Regions from separate parts of the Mus musculus genome. Here region 2 is linked to region 1. A link is a contact called in public Hi-C data. All regions are on one chromosome and are shown on one strand. The core of a region is the stretch at or near the end of the contact, and the rest is flanking DNA. Distances in the headings are between cores, read along the strand shown.

Region 1 (3,903 bases), core at 851-3,350:
TGCCTTGTGAAAAGATTACAGTCCTGTACCACTTAACTATGGCAGGCCTCTCTTGGAACATCTTTTTCCAGGATCGTCAGAACAACAGATATATACAAGACTTTTGGCTATTCCATTTCTTTGGGGGGGGGGGACACGTTTTGAGACAGGGTTTCTCTGTGTAGCCCTGGCTGTCCTGGAACTCATTCTGGAGACCGGGCTGGCCTCAAACTCAGAAATCCACCTGCCTCTGCCTCCCAAGTGCTGGGATTAAAGGCGTGCTCCACCACTGACCAGCTGGCTATTCCATTTCAAACAGTAGAGTCAATGCCCATCTATTTAATCATTCCGAAGGTCAGCCAAATGGTGTGTGTGTGTGTGTGTGTGTGTGTGTGTGCACAGAAGAAATCATTAAACGTAAACAGCCACAACCGACGGGACAGGTTGGGGTCAAGGAGGAGTCACAGAACCTGGCTTGGGCTACTTCGTGTATGGAAGCCCATTTATTGGCATGTTCGACAGCAAAACTAGACCTAGTTGTCTGTCACTTTCTACGTGCTAGCCCTTTTCCAATATGGCTTGCTGCTCTGACCTTAAAGGGCTAAAGCATCATTTCTCCACCTTCTGAACTCATGCTGGCATCAGGGTTTGCTTTGGTCAACAGAGTGCACCAGGAATGATGGGTTCTGCCCTAGAGCCACCCAGCCTCCAGAGGTCTTGTCTACTTTCCCTCACCGTCTTGGGGCTCTGCTCTGCCACTCTGGGGACAAGCCTTGCCAAACTCCCCAATGAGCCAAACTTGAGTGAGTTGGTGATGGAGCAACTCAGCCTATTTCCCTAGGGCTCATAACTTCTCAGTTATGGCCTCAGAGAGCTCAATCAAGCTTGTCAGAGCCTGGCATAGATTAGGAAGAACAGGAGTATGTGGCATCGGGGGCAGTGTCTGGGGAAAAAGGGGAGGGAGGGGGGCTGAAGAGATGGCTCAGCTGTTAAAAGCACTGGCTGCTCTTCCAGAGGTCCTGAGTTCAATTCCCAGCAACCACATAATGGCTCACAACCATTTATAATGGGATCTGATGCCCACTTCTGGCATGCAGGTGTACATGCAGATAGAATACCCATGAAAGTAAATAAATCTTTTGAAAGAAAAGTCTGTTGGAGCGAGCCATTGAGTTCTGTGTGATTTGTCATGCCGTTCAAGCTACCTGATAAAACTAAGAAGGAAAAAGGGAAAGAATGAGGGTAGGACTGTCTAGACAATTGGGCAGATGAGACTAAAACACAGCCTTGTCATGGTGGCATCCAAGAACAAGGCCATGTTTATCTTCTGGGCCCTTCTCCCCACGCCCTATCCTGAGTTCCACCATGTACCTACCAGGAAATCTTTGAATAGTAAGGTAGGTCCAGGCCCCAAGTGTGTTGCTCATTGAATTTGAGTAAATCTGTTCACAGCAGAAAGGGGCTGTGTTTGGATGCTGAGCTGTGGGCATGACTGCCCCCTAAGGGAGTTCACAGGGAAGTGACTGCAATTACCTTGATTCATACTCAATTAGTTAATTAGGAACCTTGCCCTGGCTCTACCCATTTCCTCAGTGATGTCACCCCTCAGGACCCTTTTAAATTTTTTAGTTGTTTATATTTGAGACCGGGTTTTACGTAGTCCAAACTGGCCTTGAACTCAAACCCTCTATGTGACCAAGAATAACCTTAAACTTCTGACCCTCCTGCCTCTACCCGCTAAGCGCTAGGATAGCATGCCAGTGTGCCACCACACTCAGTGTACAGGATGCTGAAGATCAAAATCAGGGTTCTCATTAGGACTGTTTGACAAAGACACAAAAAGGGATCTCTTTCCCATTGTCCTAGAAACATCCAGCCAATTGAAACTTTTGCTCTTTCGGTGGCTCAGATTCATGCTCTAGGCTGGTGCTCCAGACTGGAGGCTGCCTCCAGGACACGGCAAATACAATTTGAGCAAAGGCCTCCCCTGGGCTGCACCGGGAGGAACCCGCGCAGCTGGGCGGGCAGAGCGCGTCAGGCAGCCTTGAGGAGCGCACGCCCGCGGGTGACAGTCCCCTGCTCGGGCGCTGCTCCCACCCTTCCAGGAAGGGGCGGGGAAAAGGAGGCGCCAGAGGCAGCCACCGCGCTCCCGGAGCTCTTTAAAATCCAAGAGCCTGGGCAGCACCGCTGGCCGCGCCACATCCCGGCGCTGTTGTGTCCGCGCGTATCCAGGCGGCTCTCGTGCAACGCGGTCTCGGGACGCGCCCATGCGGCCGCTCACCATGTCTGGGCACTTTCTGCTGGCCCCCATCCCGGAGTCCTCCTCTGACTACCTCCTGCCCAAGGACATCAAGCTGGCCGTGCTGGGAGCGGGTTGTGTGGGCAAGAGCGGTAAGTGGGACAAAGGCGCGCAAAGCCGCCCAGGGACAGCGGAGGGTCTTCACCCGCAGGGATGCCGGGATGCCGGGATGCCGGGATGCAGGAAGACCCCTGCCTGTTGCTTCAGAGGTCCATTTCTGAGCTCTGGACGGGGTTGGTGCCTGTTGAGTGTCGCTCTAGTCCGGTCCATCACATTCCGCGGGGAAAGGCACTCCGCGGTGGCGGGGCTTTGTCCCGGGAACCTGGGGGGACGCGTGCTGTTCCTTTGAGGGCCCAGTTTGGAACAGCTTGACCCACTTCTTCAGCTGATTTTCCTACTTTATTTTTTCAGCAATGATTGTGCGCTTCTTGACCAAGAGATTCATCGGCGACTACGAACCCAACACAGGCAAGAATGTTTCCGTGCTTCCTGGCTCTTGTACTTGTATCTCTTTGCCCTCCCCACCCCTCTCTCTTTATTTTGCTCATGGGGCCGTGGGAACTTAGATGCAAATTCCTCTTCGTTGTACAGGCAAACTGTATTCGAGACTCGTCTATGTGGAGGGGGACCAGCTATCCCTACAGATCCAGGACACTCCGGGAGGCATTCAGGTAAGGACTGTCAGGAGGGTATGTGGTGCAGGCTGAGGTGTTTGGCTCCAGGATCTCAGTGAGATGTCTCAGCATGCCCAATATGTAGGTGTGGGCACACAAGGTGTGCTGAGGGTTGGGATGTTGGATGCCCTCCTAGGTGGCAAGAAATGGTTGATTAGAACTAGTTTCCTCTTAAATGCTAATTATAATTAGTTAATTATTTTAAAGATTGCTGTGTAGCCCTGGCTGGTTTGTAGTTCAGGTTTGCTTGGACTCCTTATAATCTTTGATGCCTCAGCCTCCCAAGTGTTGGGATTACAGGCTGAGCCACCCCCTCCCAGCAGTAGCCCTGACTGACCACTGGTGCCCGAGCTGCCTAGGCGGGCGGGCATTGACACTTTCAGAGCACATCCTGGGACAATCTAAAAACCACAGCCTTGGAACTAAGGGTCCAGTTCAGTAGTAAGGATTCCTGGGTTCCAGCACCACACTGAAAAAAGCATGGAGTAGGTGGGATTCTGGAGGGAGTGGGGTTTGCGTCCTGGCTAGGGCTGTCCCCCTCTCCCCCCCCCAAAAAAAGCTAGGGAATGTTTTCTCAAGCCAGTAATTGCAATCAGATAACCTTTTGGCTATCACTGTGGAATGCAACTTAACTAATTGCTCAGCCCTTCTAGGGAGGAAAAGGTTGAGTGGAGAGCCCAGAGAATGGAATTTGTTTCTGCAACATTCTCAAGAAGTTGACTGCTAAAAATATTTTTTTATGGGCTTGGGAATAGATATTTATGTTGGGCTGTTTCCAGGGTTTTGTTTGTTATGAATTAGTTCCCTGAAAACGAAGCCGTTCTGGTCTGTAATTATTCTTAAGTGGTTAGAGTTCACTGGAGACTGCCTGTGGAAAAAGTAGGTTACCAGTCTACATCCAGGCCAGCTCAGAAAATAATCCAGGTTGAGCACTTGTCTGAGGCTTTCTGC
Region 2 (3,903 bases), core at 864-3,363, 39 kb after region 1:
TTTTTTTTAAAAAAAAGAAAAAGAGTATGTTCCAGTCTTCGGAAATAGGAACACTAGGCAAAGTCACACACTGTCTTATCGGAATGTATACAGATGTGGTAGGCCGCAACTCCAGGACAAACAAGGTGGGGTGGGGAGCTTGGTTTCCTGCCTGCTTGGCCGGTGTGAAGCTCTAGGTTCACCACAAAGGGTATACAACACAACACCAAGGAAATGATTGACACGACAGCCAAGTGTGTGGGTTCCTCTTGGGAAGAGCTTACAGAACCTTTCACAACCAATGAAAGTTAATCTCTTACAGCGTACACAAGTATTTCTTTAATTACACTTAAATGTGTGCACAAAGTGTCTCTGCACTTCTGAATGTAGGATACAGTCATCAGGATCAAGGAAGAACAGAGACAAGACAGCGTGGGGAAGCACAGCAAGTCTTAAGGCTGGGTGACAGGAATAAATCCGCACGCAGAGTAGACTGTGACAGAACACCAAAGCAGGACACTCTCTCCCAAAGCACTACATCCTTCTAGAATCTAGAGAGACGAGGACTTGAGAGCACTTGACTGATGGTGGATTTATCCTCCGTGAGAGAAGCCAGCAGGTCCTGAATGTTATCTTCAAACTGCTGATGGAAAGAACAATAGACCCCAATTCCTTACCCAAGCTTTGAGGTATAGCAATAGTACTTTCAGATGCAGAAACTGAGAGAATTCCTTCTCTCAGAACTCACTAGAAAAGGCACCTGAAGAATGTTTTCCATAAGAAGAAAATTAACCAGGACAAGATGACTAGAAATAACAAAACAAAACCAAAACAAAAACAAACTATGTAGGGGCTGCAGATGTGGCTGAGTGGTTAGAGCACTGGCTGTTCTTGCAGAGGACCTGGGTTATTAGTGCCCAACAGGGTGACGCACGACCATTTGTAACTCCAGGTCTGGGGGATTCGATGACCTCTTCTGGATTTTATAGGCACTGCACGCATGTGGTGAGTAGACATGCATGCAGGGAAAAGACCCACACATACAAAATAAAAAATAGAGGGGCGAGTGGGAAGCAAGCAAGGGTGAACAGAGAAACTGGACAACATATTAGCAGATTTACATTAGCATTACACACACACACACGCACGCACGCACGCACGCACGCACGCGCGCGCGCATTATGGTTTATGAAAGTGTCCCCCAAAGGTCCATTTGTTAAAGAATTGGTGTTGCTGAGAGCTACAAGGAAGAAGATGCCATGGCCCCTTTGGGGAGGCAGTCATTGGGATGTTCTGGGAGGAAAGTGAAGACCCTGCTCACACCTCCCAGTTTCCAGCTATGAATTGAGTGGCCATGGGTGGAGAGCACGCCTGGTATGGGGCGTGGCTACGACGCCGGTTGTTCATAGAGTGACGGGAAGGATGGGTGGTTAGGAGCGGTAGAGCGAGCTCCAGCTAGACCCTGCTGAGGAATACCAACAGTGCATACCATGGAGCCTTGGTAATGGTTTTAAGGGAATACTTGTAAGAATGGATTCTTCAGTATTGAGAGAGAAGTGTTCTAATGGCTGAATAGCCTTTTCTGTTACCTTTCTACAAGCATGGTTCCAAGCCCACCCAGCATCCCTGGGTGGCACATTTTCCTTCCCGTGGTCCCTGTGTGAGAAGCGGCATTCAGGGTTGACCGTTGTGTTCGGCTATGTGACTAAGTCATCCTTGAATGTAGTTTGTGGGCTCAACTCCAAGGTTCTTCTTGCAGTCAAAGAAAGGAATGGAGATGAGTAAGCTACCCTGACATGTTCCCCCTCTGCCTTGGCTGGAAGCTGTCTCCATGGCAGCCAGCCTACAAGATACTCTTCTGATGATGGGAAGTCAGGTGAGGGTTGGAGACTGTGTAGGAGGTGCTGCCGGGAAGTGGCTCGAGGGGTCTTCCCTCTCCCCTGGATACCATCCGGGAGACAGAGTTCAGATCTACCGGTGGGTAGTTGGAAACTGAAACAAAACAAAACAAACCCCAAATCTGCTGCTTAATTTTCCCCCCCAGTGGCTTGACCAAATAAACAAGTGGGGAAATAGTTTGTGTTTGTGTGCATTTAGCAAGCCACAGGAAGCAAGAAGCTATGGGCTAAATCCTGTGGCCTCTGTGTGGCTCTTCTTTCCCCGCTTCCATGCCCCACCCCTACCCCCTTATGGCACAGGAGCAGGGTGGGGAAGCAGGCCAGGCATCTCAATCAAGCCAGTTCTGGCTTTGCTGGAAAGGGGAGCAAGAATGCAAGTTGTTTAAAGATTTATTTATTGTGTATACATCTTCTGCCTGCATATATGCCTGCAGGCCAGAAGACACCAGATCTCATTATAAGCGGTTATGAGCCACCATGTGGTTGCTATGAATTGAACTCAGGGCCTCTGGTAGAGCAGCCAGTGCTCTTAACCCTTGAGCCATCTCTCCAGCCCAGAATGCAAGCTGTTTAAATAATCTGGTGGGTGATGATCAGTCCATTTTCTGTTGCCACAACGGCACTCCAGAGTGGGTAATTTATACAGAGAAAACATTTATTTCATAGAGCTCTGAAGGCTGAGGTCTAGGTTTGAGAGTTGTATCTGGTAAGGGTCTTCAGGTTGACAGGGACGACATGGGAAAACAGCAAGTCTCTTCCTCTGATTGTGGCCAGACATGGGGACACTGCCTATAAGTCAGCATTTGGGAGGCTGAGGCAGGGATAGCTCTAGTTTGAAGCCAGCATGGGGTATAGAGTGATACTTTGTCCCTAGGAGCTATGTAAAGGTAGAAGGAAAGAAGTGACCCCCAAAGTGGTTCTCTGACTTCCACAAGTACACTGCGTTATAGATGCACAAACTCACACACTGGTAGTAACTTTTAAAAGCAAATCTAGGGGCTAGAGAGATGGCTCAGCGGGTAAGAGCTCTGACTGCTCTTTTGAAGGTCTTGCATTCAAATCCCAGCAACCACGTGGTAGTTTCCAACCACCCGCAATGAGATCTGACGCCCTCTTCTGGTGTGTCTGAAGACAGCTACAGAGTACTTACATATAATAATAAATTAATCTTGGGGCCGGAGCAAGCAGGGGTCCTGAGTTCAACTCCCAGCAACCATCCGTACAGCTACAGTGTACTCATAAAATAAATAAATAAATCTTTAAAAGCAAACCTAAGGGGCCAGGAAAGGCCAGGTATGGTGGCACACGCCTTTAATCCCAGCATTCAGGAAGCAGAGGCAACTGGATCTCTGTGAGTGACAGCCACAGAGGAGATCTCTCGGAAGGAACAAACAAAATACACACACACACACACACACACACACACACACACTCAACTGTATTGTGCTATAATTTAAATACAATCGTGTAGTCATTCATGGTGCATTCACAGTGGGCCCATCATCATCCGATGAGTTAGTACTTCCAGGTAACCCTCGATCCCCTCAGGATTTGCTCTCTATGGCACTGAATGCTCACAGTACTTTCCTGTGGTTCCCACCTTTCCACCCCTGACCCCAGTAGCGACTTGATTTGCTTTCTTCTATGCTATTGATTTCCTGCAAAGACTGGCCGTGTGCCTTTAGGATGTGTCAGAAGTGCAATTGTTTCCTTGTAAGAGTCATTAAGCTGATATTCCAGCAATTTGTATTTCCTGTGCCCTGGAAGTTGGGCCTAAAGGCTTGGCTAAATACAGTTAAACAACACAGACAGATACAAAAACCTTCACAGATGACTTCCTGTCCGAGTGACACCGGGGTGAGGACTGTAGGTTTGAGTCTTTGTCCTTCCTTCCTGGGAGGAAGGATAATCCTTGCCATTAGAGTCCTCCATCTTTATGTGGGAGGACCATCTGCTTCTCAAATAAAGTCGCCTTCCTTGTCACTCCCACGTTCCAACTTAATGGTGAACAGAGGGGCTTGAGTCT

The links. A called contact is a pair of places that touch in the nucleus more often than the background predicts.
Region 2: a contact with region 1 is called in a Hi-C map of adipose-derived mesenchymal stem cells, with 2.6 times the contacts expected there. The contact joins the enhancer-like site here to the promoter of Rasl11a in region 1. A contact is called at or near these places in 12 of 39 promoter capture datasets (the 3T3-L1 cell line, 3T3-L1-derived adipocytes, the C10 cell line and 7 more), 1 of 15 datasets of contacts at CTCF or cohesin (large pre-B cells), 61 of 484 Hi-C or Micro-C datasets (the 3T3-L1 cell line, the AML12 cell line, B cells and 38 more), 15 of 115 datasets of contacts at active chromatin or transcription factors (T-cell acute lymphoblastic leukemia, astrocytes, bone marrow-derived dendritic cells and 4 more) and 4 of 9 other capture datasets (adipose tissue, embryonic stem cells, liver and 1 more).

The regions. Positions count from the first base shown.
Region 1 is chr5:146,842,971-146,846,873 of GRCm38.p6, forward strand. It overlaps Rasl11a (RAS-like, family 11, member A), which reads left to right and starts at 2,101. Exons shown (of 4, transcript NM_026864.1): 1 at 2,101-2,370; 2 at 2,690-2,746; 3 at 2,870-2,949. The coding sequence starts at 2,247.
Region 2 is chr5:146,882,323-146,886,225 of GRCm38.p6, forward strand. No RefSeq gene overlaps it. Among named protein-coding and RNA genes, the nearest start is that of Gm10858, 13 kb to the right of the region's middle. Within about 2 kb of position 2,114, at least 33 of the 459 cell types and tissues checked have an H3K27ac peak or open chromatin away from gene starts, as enhancers often do. A contact at or near this core is called in adipose-derived mesenchymal stem cells, astrocytes, germline stem cells and 3 more, where this site is marked.